4 separate regions of the Sus scrofa genome follow, and all the other regions are linked to region 1. The links are chromatin contacts, called in public HiChIP or PLAC-seq maps. All regions are on one chromosome and are shown on one strand. Each heading gives the region's core, a stretch centred on a gene start, on an enhancer-like site or on the middle of the called end of the contact. The rest is flanking DNA. Distances are from core to core; before and after follow the strand shown.

The links. HiChIP or PLAC-seq counts read pairs in DNA pulled down with a chosen protein or histone mark.
Region 2: an H3K27ac HiChIP or PLAC-seq map of alveolar macrophages shows a contact between it and region 1. The contact joins two enhancer-like sites. A contact is called at or near these places in 1 of 5 promoter capture datasets (liver), 19 of 47 Hi-C or Micro-C datasets (adipocytes, alveolar macrophages, blood and 11 more) and 2 of 2 datasets of contacts at active chromatin or transcription factors (alveolar macrophages and skeletal muscle).
Region 3: a contact with region 1 is called in an H3K27ac HiChIP or PLAC-seq map of alveolar macrophages. The contact joins two enhancer-like sites. A contact is called at or near these places in 1 of 47 Hi-C or Micro-C datasets (embryonic fibroblasts) and 2 of 2 datasets of contacts at active chromatin or transcription factors (alveolar macrophages and skeletal muscle).
Region 4: an H3K27ac HiChIP or PLAC-seq map of alveolar macrophages shows a contact between it and region 1. The contact joins two enhancer-like sites. A contact is called at or near these places in 1 of 5 promoter capture datasets (liver), 3 of 47 Hi-C or Micro-C datasets (alveolar macrophages, blood and embryonic fibroblasts) and 1 of 2 datasets of contacts at active chromatin or transcription factors (alveolar macrophages).

Annotation. Positions count from the first base shown.
Region 1 is chrX:10,039,653-10,042,390 of Sscrofa11.1, forward strand. No RefSeq gene overlaps it. Among named protein-coding and RNA genes, the nearest start is that of EGFL6, 180 kb to the right of the region's middle. Within about 2 kb of position 1,414, at least 1 of the 83 cell types and tissues checked has an H3K27ac peak or open chromatin away from gene starts, as enhancers often do. A contact at or near this core is called in alveolar macrophages, where this site is marked.
Region 2 is chrX:9,623,670-9,626,407 of Sscrofa11.1, forward strand. No RefSeq gene overlaps it. Among named protein-coding and RNA genes, the nearest start is that of TLR8, 24 kb to the left of the region's middle. Within about 2 kb of position 1,327, at least 6 of the 83 cell types and tissues checked have an H3K27ac peak or open chromatin away from gene starts, as enhancers often do. A contact at or near this core is called in alveolar macrophages, where this site is marked.
Region 3 is chrX:9,706,424-9,709,161 of Sscrofa11.1, forward strand. All of the region lies in intron 2 of LOC106506896 (a long non-coding RNA gene), which reads left to right. Among named protein-coding and RNA genes, the nearest start is that of TMSB4X, 57 kb to the left of the region's middle. Within about 2 kb of position 1,343, at least 28 of the 83 cell types and tissues checked have an H3K27ac peak or open chromatin away from gene starts, as enhancers often do. A contact at or near this core is called in alveolar macrophages, where this site is marked.
Region 4 is chrX:9,750,929-9,753,666 of Sscrofa11.1, forward strand. No RefSeq gene overlaps it. Among named protein-coding and RNA genes, the nearest start is that of TMSB4X, 100 kb to the left of the region's middle. Within about 2 kb of position 1,318, at least 29 of the 83 cell types and tissues checked have an H3K27ac peak or open chromatin away from gene starts, as enhancers often do. A contact at or near this core is called in alveolar macrophages, where this site is marked.

The DNA of each region.
Region 1 (2,738 bases), core at 164-2,663:
GCACAGTATTAATGAACATTGAGTTTTTCTGGAGGCGAATTACCGTGTAAACCAGAAGACTGTGTTTTCTTTGGGATAGAACTTTTAGCACAAGTGGTTCGCTGTTCTGGAAAATCATGACCCTGCTCTCTTCCTTCAGTAACACACACCTGTATCTACTGGCATTTCTAGTAGTTGCATTCTTGGTGATCCTACTGATCCACAGGCATCTGACAACTTTACTAGTGTAGCTTTATACAAATCAAAATGCCTTTTATTATAGACTGTCTTTTTATTTCTCCCTGATGTATTACAATCATAACGTTATATTGCTCTTATAAAATTATTTGTATACTTAGGTTTATTGTCTGAATTTCATTTCAAGATAGGAAAGGAGTGGTTACAAAATATATGTTATATATATATATAAAAAAAAAAAGGTACACTGGGTCTGAGAAAGTTGAGAATCATTCCCTTAAATTTGTCTAAATCACTGGGACCTGGGCTGCTTGAAACCAAGTCAAGAAGGAAATTTTTTTTTTTTTTTTTTTTTTTTTGCATTGTAGGGTGTGGTTTCCTGTCTCAGGGATACTGTGAGGTCCCAGCTTTGCTTTATTTAAGTCACATTTTCTTAACCCAAGGAGTATTGACATCTTGGGTTGGAAAATTCCTTGTGGTAGAGGTGGGGTGGCGGTGGGGGCTGTTCTCTGTGTTGGAGGATGTTTAGCAGCAGCCGTGGCTTCTGCCCACCAGATGCCAGAGGCAACCTCCCCTGCAAGCCTTGGCTACCAGAAATGTCTCCAGTCATTCCCACATGACCCCCTCAGGAGCAAACTCACCTCTAGTTGAAAACCTCTGATTTTATGTAACTCCACTCTGGAGTTCTTGCCAGAGTGAGGGGAATTTTGGTCCTGTTTTTCAAAGCATGATAGGCTAGTAGAATCAGAAAAGTAGGATCCACCAGGATGCTGACAAAAAGTGCAAATTAGAATCTGGGGTGGGGGCAGAAATCAGCATTTGAATGTGCACATTTGAGGGGTGGGGAAGTGGACCTAGAGCTAGGAAGATCCTGCCTTGATCCCAGTCTGTTAGTAACAGTGCGACTTTGGCAATTCGACCTCAGAGAACTTGCCATTCCTCATTGATAAACTGCCCCACCTTTGGAGGACAGCTGCTCCTTCAGCTCCCCCCCTCCTTCCTGCTGCTTCTCTTCCTAAGGATCAACCATAGCCCCAGGGAGCAGAGATTAAAAAGAAGCAATCACAGAATTTCTGGGGTGATGACCTTAGTTACTAGGGGCTCAGCTCTTCCTTGTGACATCATCTGCCTTTTCAACCATGCGATCAAGATGTAGGAACTAACAGGAGTGAGCTATGCTGAGCCACCCACTCCACTCCCTTTCCAGATGTAGTGGTTACTGTTACGAGGCTCAGAAAGGTTAAATGTCTTGGCCACTGTCACACAGCTAGCAAAAGAGGAAGCAAGGATCTGAACCTAGTCAGTCTGACTAGACTGTATGCTTTAAAAAGCACAAATGAGAAACTTGTCAAAGTCAGGATAACCTATTAGAGCTTCAGACCAGCGCTATCCAATCCAGAAGTCCCTTGCCACAAGGCGCTATCTAAATGTAAATGTGTACTGATTAAAACTCAGTTGAATAAAAGTCAGGTCTCTGGGCACCCTGGCTACATTTCCCATGGTGAGGGACTACTCTCCTGGATGGGACAAATACAGAACATTTCTCTCGTTGCAGAAAATTCTCTTGGATAGCACTGTGCATTTTAAAAAATAATTTTTAAAACGTCATTTATTGACCTCTTACCAGGTGCTTTATATCCATTTTCAGGAACCCCTACACAAAGTCCAAGATTTTTCCATTTTATAGATGAAGAAATTGACAGGCACAGTGGGAAGGGATTTGCCCAAGTTCACATAGGTAGAACCAAGGATTTAAAAATTGACCCTTTCTGCTACCCCGTGCTAAAGTTCTAAGGAAGGGCGAGATTTTATTATTATTATTATTGAAGTATAGTGAATTAATTGATTCACAGTGTTTCAGTATACAGCAAGGCGATTTAGTTTTACATGTTTTCTTTTTCAGACTCTTCTCCATTATTACATTCTTTTTTATGACTGGGTAATATTCTATTGTATTTATATACCACATCTTTATCCATTCATTTGTTTATGGACATTTAGGTTGCTTCCGTGTCTTGGCTACTCTATGTAGGGCTGCTGTGCACATAGGGGTTCATGTATCTTTTCTAATTAGAGTTTTTGTCTTCTCTGGATATATGAACAGGAGCAGAATAGCTGGATTATATGCATTGTGCCTTTTTTTTTTTTTTTTTTTTTTTTTTTTAATGTTATGGCTGTACCTGCGGCACATGGAAGGTACGGGCCATGGACTGAATCTGAGCTGTAGCTGAGACCTATGCCACCACTGAGGCAATGCAAGACCCTATTAACCCAGTGTGCCAGGCTGAGGGTTGAATTTATGTCTCCACAGTGACCCAAGCTGCCGTAGTGGGATTCTCAACCCCCTGTGCCATGGCAGGAACTCCCATGCCTTTTTTTTTTTTTCTTTTTTGATTGAAGTATAGGTGATTTACAATGTGGTGGTAAGCACAGTGATTCAGTTTTACATACATATACATATGTATGTAAAAGTATATATATATATGTAAAAAAGTATGTGTATTTCTTTTTTTTTCAGTCTTTTCCCTTATAGGTTTTTACAAAATACTGAGTACAGTTCC
Region 2 (2,738 bases), core at 77-2,576, 420 kb before region 1:
GTACATTACAATGATGATTGAGCAGAGCTTCCAAAAGAAAGTTTAAAATTTATGTCCACATATTGATCCTTCCTTTATGAAGCACATTTAATTTGCCATAATAACATACACATTAAAAAATGCCTTTAAATTCTATGTATACTTTTTTTGTTTGTTAGAAATTTGTGTTTGTATTGAGCCAGAAATCTTTCTCCCTAAAGACTCCTAGATATTTCTTGCTAAATAGGCCACCCATTGGGCACAGTGCTGGACACAGAGACTAGAAGAGGTAAGTGCAGGATTCCTGAACCCCAGGAGAACAAAGCCAGCAGAGACGATCCTGGACAAAGGATACTGGATAGTAATACTTGCCTGGGGAGAATGGCAAGCCGTGAATTCAAAATAGGCAAAAATCCACACACCTTGGAGACCAAATAGATTTATGGAGCAAAGCACAGGAAGGTTTCCAGGGAATGTGAAAGGCTTTAGCCTGACAGAGTTGGGAAGACAATGAAGCAACATTTGTAAAATCTGGTAGGAGTTCCTATTGTGGCTCAGCGGGTTAAGAATCTGACTAATATCCATGAGGATGTCGGTTCAATCCCTGGCCTCGGTCAGTGGGCAAAGGATCCAGCATTGCCACGAGCTGTGGTGTAGGCCACATATATGGCTCAGATTCAACCCCTAGCCTGGGAACTTGCATATGCCACAAAAGGGGCCCTAAAAATAAAAATTTTAAAAAGATCTGGTAAACTTGGGGAATGCAAGTCTTCATCTTTGATGTGTTGACTTTGGGGTGATGGTGAGAATCTTTAGCGCAGGATCTCTCAACCTTGGCACTGCTGGCATTTTGGACTGTAGACTATTCCGTTGGAGGAGGCTGTCCTGTGCACTGTAGCATGTTTAGCAGCATCCCTGGTCTCTACCCACTGGATGCCAGTTTATATGCTCCACCTGTAGAGAAAAAAAACTTACTAAATTCTTAGAGTTCAAATCTCCATCCATTGGGTATAGATTATAAAAAGTTGCTTACTTTAGTCCTTAAACTTGGGAAAAAACAGGAGGGGGTTTATTCCACAATGTTACCCACACGTGTCTCCTCCCTAGAGCATCTTAGAGCAGCTGTTTAATAAATACGGAATAAAATTTGGAAAATTCCAGATAGTCATCTAATGTTTATCGTAGAAATGATGCACATGGCCTAAAAGTGGCTAGTTTGGGGGAGAAAGCAATATGTTCACTTTATGTGCGACTCCACCTTCTCGCTACTTCTCGGTATTCACTCAGCTTCCAGCTCTGCGTCAGTGACTGCCATTTTCATGAACCATTGGCGCCCTCTAGAGTTCCCCATGCGGTAAACCCAGAAATGCCGACAAATCTGTAACTAGAGAGAAGGCCTTGTAGAGGCCTCCTCTGTAGTGAAAACTGTCTGGGAGGGAAACCACCCCAGGACTGAGTCAGGTACCCAAGGGGCAGCCTCACAACTACAATCAAGCTTGGGTTTTCTCACTCCCAACAGGGGTTTATAAAAATAATGTATAGAAATAATAGCCATTTAGTGAACAGCAGCTCTGTATTTAATCCTTACCAAAAATCCCCACAGAGAACAGAACTGTAACCATTTACTGGTAAGAAAGCAGGTTAAAGGTCTTGCTCCAGCTGACACAGCTTGGTGTCAGAGTGAGAATTTGTACCCAGTTCTTATTTGCTTTGAAATCTAAACTTGTTTCGCTTCCTTCTCTGTCTCATGTCCTGTTGTAAAGGTCAGATCACATACTAGGGTGTAAATCACCATACGGATATAAGGGATGAGGATGAGAAATGCCCGCCCATCTTAATTATGAAAGTCCCATGTGTCCCTTGGGTCCTCTTTCCAGCCCACATCATCTTGTCTTTGAAGCAGTGGGTCTTCAGCTTGGGCAGGCATCACCTGGAGGGCTTGTTAAAACAGCCCGGGGCAGGCCTGAGAATTTGCATCTCTAACAAGCTCCCGGGTGATGCTGATGCTTCTGGGTGGAGACCATGCTTGGAGACCCACTGGTCCAAGCATCACCCAAGTACCGCACTCAAAATGAACAATTTCGGTTTCCATGTTTGACAGCACTTTGCTCCCCTATCCTGGCACTTCTTTGTGTTGTCTCGGTCACAATTAGTCGCTTCAGATCCCTCCCCAACAAGACCAAAAGTTCCTTGAACCGCAGTCAAGGAACCGCAATTTCCTCACGCCTGTATCCCCCCCCCCCCGCCCCCGCCTTCGCCCCAAGTGCCAAGCCCAGTGGATGTTAGGGCAACTGTTGAATACATGGGGAATGAAATTCTGGAAAGTGATCTGATAAATACATTCATTATATAAGTGATGCACATATTAGCCTTTCCAGAGATTTCCATGGTTCGTTTACGGACGGCAGTATCTTAAGCCCAAATGAATATGTTTCTAATGATGTCCATTTGGGCAATGCTGAGGGGATGTAGTTTGAGCAAACGCCTTCTGAACAGTTTGGCTTCTTCGGGTCTCCCTGCTCCTCCACCTCATCTGGATGGCTCTGCATAGCTGCTCAGCTTCCAGTGGCCGGAAGTTGCAAGTTAGGCACTAATCTGAACACGCCATCATGATTTTCTGGTCACAGAACATGAAACATTGCAAAGGAAGGCTCATTTAAGATGCAGGTGAACATGGTCCAAAGACAATGTAAACTCCTAGATGCGTGTGTCTTCCTTTTCGCGTTACCCCATCGGATAGGTTCCTGGAAAGTTCTTTC
Region 3 (2,738 bases), core at 93-2,592, 330 kb before region 1:
GAGGTATTTACAGGCCTAGATTTTGGTTTGCTTATGTAGGCCACCAGGTCATTAGAGCCTCCTCTGCCCAAGGGTCTCTTTGTTTCATCAGTTCAACTCTAAGTCCCAAGTATTATTCTAGGTGCTGGTGATAGAGAAATAGGGGAAACAGACCTGAATCCCAGCTCTCCTGACTTTATATTCCAATGAAAGGAGATGGACATTTTGCATTTTTTAGCTTTACTGAGGAGCAGTCAATTCTCCTGATCACTTTGATTCTCATGCTCCTTTTCTTTTTTTTAATGATTTTTATTTTTTTCCATTATAGTTGGTTTACAGTGTTCTGTCAATTTCTGCTGTACAGCAAAGTGACCCAGTCACATATATATATATATTCTTTTTCTCACATTATCCTCCATCATGTTCCATCACAAGTGATTAGATATAGTTCCCTGTGCTCATTCCTTTTTTAAACAATAAACACAGTGAAATATTTTAGGAGAACCCTGATGGCTCAGCAGTTTAAGGATCTGGCATTGTGACTGCTGTGGCACAGATTTGATCCCTGGCCCTGGGAACTTGCACATGCTGCAGGTGTGGTCCTCACCCCCCCCCCAAAAAAAAAAGAAAAGAAAAATTATAGTATGTTACCATGTGCCCTTTAGAAATAATAGAACAAAGTAAAAGGTCATCAGATGCCATCCTAACAGTGCAGCCCATACTGGGACCGGCTTCCATAAACTGAGGAGGATAAAGACTTTGGTGTGGTTTCTCTCAGTCAGACTCAACAAGATCCCGTGAAAATCGACTCTCCAATAGGGCTTAAAAACAACAACAAAAAAACCCCACACAACCCCCCAAGGCTACCATGAATGGCCAGGAGTCACAAAATGAGGTGATCTTTCCCTTGGAACTGCCCACAGATATTAAGCTTTTGTGTCCACCTGTTGGAGAAGCCGGGAGGGGGGGAAGAGGTGCATGATGGGAATCAGGTCAGAGAGTTTTAATTGGGGAGAACACCCTCCCGAAGCTCCAAATTGGTTACATTATGGGAGTGAATGTCCCCATTTCCGTTCCAAATGTAAACGTCCACCCAGGAATGCATGTGCTTCGTTTCTCTGGTTTTGGGAGAAGGGAGCCAAGGTAAACTGAAAGATCGGCCACGCCAAAGTGTCTGGCTCAAAAACGGGTGGAACGGATACCCCAGGCCACAACCAAAGAATGCGGCACTGTTTCCCCAGCTGCAGAAACGTTTTGGCATTTAAGCTGAGGAAGTTTAAGGGAGAGATGTAAGGAGAGAGCTGTGTAACCAGAGGACGAGAACCTTCTTTGTCCGCCTCCGGCACTTTTACTCCAGCGCCATCTGGCACCCGTCCAAGGTAGCCTGAACTTTCTGAGAAACTTGATTTCCTGTTCACACTGCCTCTGGACTGGAGGGCTGGGGTGACCAAGGCGGAGGAGTGGAATGGGGCTGCGGGTTAGCTTAAAAGCAGGGGGTGGGAACTCTCTGCTCCCACACGCTTAGCAAAACTCCCAGCAGCAACTGTAAAAATAAAACTTTGAGCTCTAGAAGCTTTAGTTCTTTCAACACTGAACTTCACTCATGAGATAAGGATCTTTTGGGAAGACAAGATTTTTGGTTTAGTTTTGTTTCAGGGTCTTTTAAAACAGAACACTACGAACTTCTTAAAACCCGCGCGGGGGGGGGGGGGGGGCTTACCATCACCTAGTTCCCCTCTTCTGTTTTACAAAAGAAGCCAGACAGAAGTGAGAGCTGTTAAGTGACATTGGCAAGGGGATGGGTACCCAGGGTCTATACTTCCTGACTCTGAATGTGGTGGAGTTTCCTCTGTGGATTACAGAAAAGTGCAAGTTCAAATACCAGGCCTTGGTGAATTTTACTATATGTAAGTTATACCTCACCCCCTAACTTAAAAAAGTGGGTGTTACCCAGGCCTCCCCTTGAACTTGAGTCTGCTAGATTCCAGAGCCCAGGTATTCCTGCGTTTTGCCTCTCAGTAGCATTGCTGTCGGCACTGTGAATGCGTAGTCCTTTCGTGGTTTGTGTTTGAGGAGGAAGCTGAGGGCTGACGAGCTTTCCAGGATGAAGGCATTAACCATGGCACTTGGAAAGAAAAGCTTGCTGAGTCCTGAGTGGGACAGGTCAAGAGCTGGGTGAATTTCACTTCCCCATGAAATTAATCACTCTTCGCCTAGAGGGGCAGTTATATCCCGGCCAGTTTCTGCTTGGAGTTCAGGATAGAAAAACAAAACAGCGGCTGGCCCTGTGATGGGAAAGGGACATTTGGTATTCTTGTTAACTTCCTGGCTAATTACAAAGTGTTAATGACATTCAAAGGAAACTTGCCTCCTTCGATGATCTACAAATAAGGAAGGGCAACAGAAGGTGAGCCAAAGAAAAGACAAGGACCTCCAGGGAAGTGCAGAGCAAAACCAATCAGCCTTGATAATCACAGGAGAGAAAAGCATCCTAATTTACAAAGGAAGTAGACACCCCAGTAACTCGGAAAATCTGCACAGACTAGGTGGGACTGAGAGCCCTTAAACCAACCCTAGCTGCTCTTCAAACCTTAAGGATTTGTTATTGCAAACCGCTTCTCAAACAGTACCTCATGGGATAAGGTACCTCTTTTCTAACATCCATCGTAAAAGCATAAACATACAGTCCAAATAATGTGTGTTAAGAAGAGTTAGGAAACAAGTAGAGAACAGAGACCACAAAGATTTTTAACTTTGGT
Region 4 (2,738 bases), core at 68-2,567, 290 kb before region 1:
GGGAAAACTTGACCCGATGCCGCTGGGATCTGAAAGTGTGGTTCCTAAGAGTCCGAATAACCTTGGGCCCTTGGACTCGCCATTAATGCTTCTTCAATAGTGAGAAATAACATGGATTGGCACTGAGACCAGATTCCTAAGAGGAGGCAGCTAAAAGGTATTGTCATTTAGCTTCATTTCCCAGAAGGGCTCACTCAGCTGCCTTCATAGAGCAAGATGCTTCCTCTAGACGTGGTCTCTTTAGAAGTTTGGGGGATTGTGGCTCAAGGGAAAATGACTCCGTCTGAGGAATTCTTTAAGAGCAGCTGAGAAATGGCCCTAGGCCCCGGCTTCTCCTCAGCTGGATCCAGTTTGTGGTCCTTTTCGTGGTTTGCAATCAGAAAAAAATAAATACCGTGTGAGAAATCAAACGGGTTTTGTCAAAGTGGAAAAATGATGGCCTCTCCCTAACACTAGGGTTAGACAGAAGCCGGCGAGGGTGTCTAGTGCGAACATTTCCGGTGGCCAGACCTACCTGGCTGTTACCCTGAAACCACGGCTATCTAGCACATGCTTGCAGGGACCCCCCAGAAGCTTCCTGCTGAGAAGGATTGCACACTGCGGTACCAGTTGCTTTGCCTGTGTGCCGTTGCTGAGCAAGGAGGCAGAAGAACGTGTACTTTGAATTTTTAGGTATTTAGGAAGACTATCCATCAGCCCACAGATGCCACAAGACAATACAGAGAAGACTGCACATTCAGCTTAGCCATTCCATCGAGGCCTTAGGGAGGGGTTGGGACAGCTCCAGGGCTCAAAGCAGTCCAGTTTGGCAGAGGGACCTCCAAGGGAGGCTGGGGCCGAGGAAGGGAGCCTCCTGACTGCTGGCAAGATTCTTCTTGGAGATGGAGCCGATGGGACTGGCCGAGGCAAGTCAGTCTGGGAGGCCAGAAGGCTCGCAGCCTGTCCTGTTGAGGCCGGTCCCCATGAGAGACAAGTCCCAGAGAATGTGGCCTCGTGTAATGCTCACATAACCTTCCTCCATCCCCCGCCCCGCAGCGTGTTCAGCTCAGCGTGTTCTCCGGGGGATGGTGGCGGCTGCTCTTCTGGGCAACAACAGTGGACACACGTTCAGTGAGTTCAGGGCAGGCATCCGGCCCCCAGTGAACAGTGGTGTCAGAATTCTGAGCGAGCGGTGAGCAGTTTCCTGAAGATAAAACAGCACAGCAGCCACAGCCACAGCGCCCCAGACCGGGGCTCTCTGGGGTCTGGGGCCCCTCCTCATGCTCAGCACAGTTTGCTTCAACGTGCTCTGCGGTTGAGCAAGGCTTCCTCTTCCCCTGTGTGAACTCCAGGAAACAGAAGACCGTCTCCGCCGGACACCAGCTGCCCTGGCCTCGTCTCTTGCCCTCCTTTGCTGGTCAGCTCTGAATTCCTGCATTTGCTCAGACAGCTGGGAGGATGGTCGCAGCCCACGGCCCTCAATTCGCATGCAAGAGGGGCCACCTCCTTCGCCAAGGCCTGGGCCAGCTTCCCAGCTCCACATCTGAGTGTGAAAGGAGCGCCTCCCCCTCCCCTCCCCCTGCCCCAGCGAGCACATTCTATGGATTCCCCATGACCCTGTACCAAAAGCAGCAGAGTAGAGACAGATGGCTTCGGGCCCATGCTAGCCTCCAGCGCGTGTCCACTGGACTATTAGTGCCTTGCTTTTCTCCCATGTTCATGTTATTAATGAATTAATTAAGGGTATTCTTTCTCTAAATGAATTTTTCATGATAAAACCAACCCTTAAGACCTGTGGGAACTTCGAACCATCCAGAAGGGCACAGTGATGAAAACAAAACCAAAAAGCCCTTGTGAACTTCATCCTCAGCCAGCCAAAGCTGCACTTAACATTTTGATGTATTTCCTTTTAGTGTTTGTTTCTCTCTCCTGACATAGTTTCAGAAACACCCGTCTCTCTCTCTCTCTCTTTTTTTTACAAACCTATATCGTTCTGGATACTCAATTTTGTTTTGTGTTATGTGGTAATTTAGCCACCTTACCCCCCTTCTCCTACAACATGGGTTATTAATGGCTCTGTTCATGGTAAGAACATGCCGTATATATTCAAAAATTACTATTGAGGGACACTGAAAATGTCATTTTTCTCCAGAATAACACTGTAATGCACATCTCTGTTCATAGATTTTTTTTTTCTTTGCTTTTTAGGGCACCTGCAGCATATGGAAGTTCCCAGGCTAGAGTCAAATTGGAGCTACAGCTGCTGGCCTACACTACAGCCACAGCAATGCAGCATCCGAGTTGCATCTGGGACCTACACCATAGCTCACAGCAATGCCGGATCCTTAACCCACTGAGCGAGGCCAGGGATCAAATCCGCATCTTCATGATTACAGGTTGGATTCGTTACCACTGAGCCACAAGGGGAATTCCAGTTCATAGATTTTTAGACTCTGTCTCTGAATAGTGGCCAAAAGTAGGACCCTAGAAATAAAAATTTCAAGATCAAAAAGTGTAAGCACTTTTTTTTTAGGTATACTTTTAAGGCTGTTGATGCACGTTGTCAGACTGCCCTCCAAAGTGGCTCTACCAATTCAGTCATGTAAGTTTCCTTTGTCTTTGTTAGACGTGGTACTAGGGACTGATAGTGCCCATGCAGTGTCTTAAGTGAAGGTGGAACGCACAGAGCAGCTCCATGTCTGGAATTTTAAGATCCAAGAGGCAAATGGATCAGATGTGCAGCCACGGGTACTTTCCAA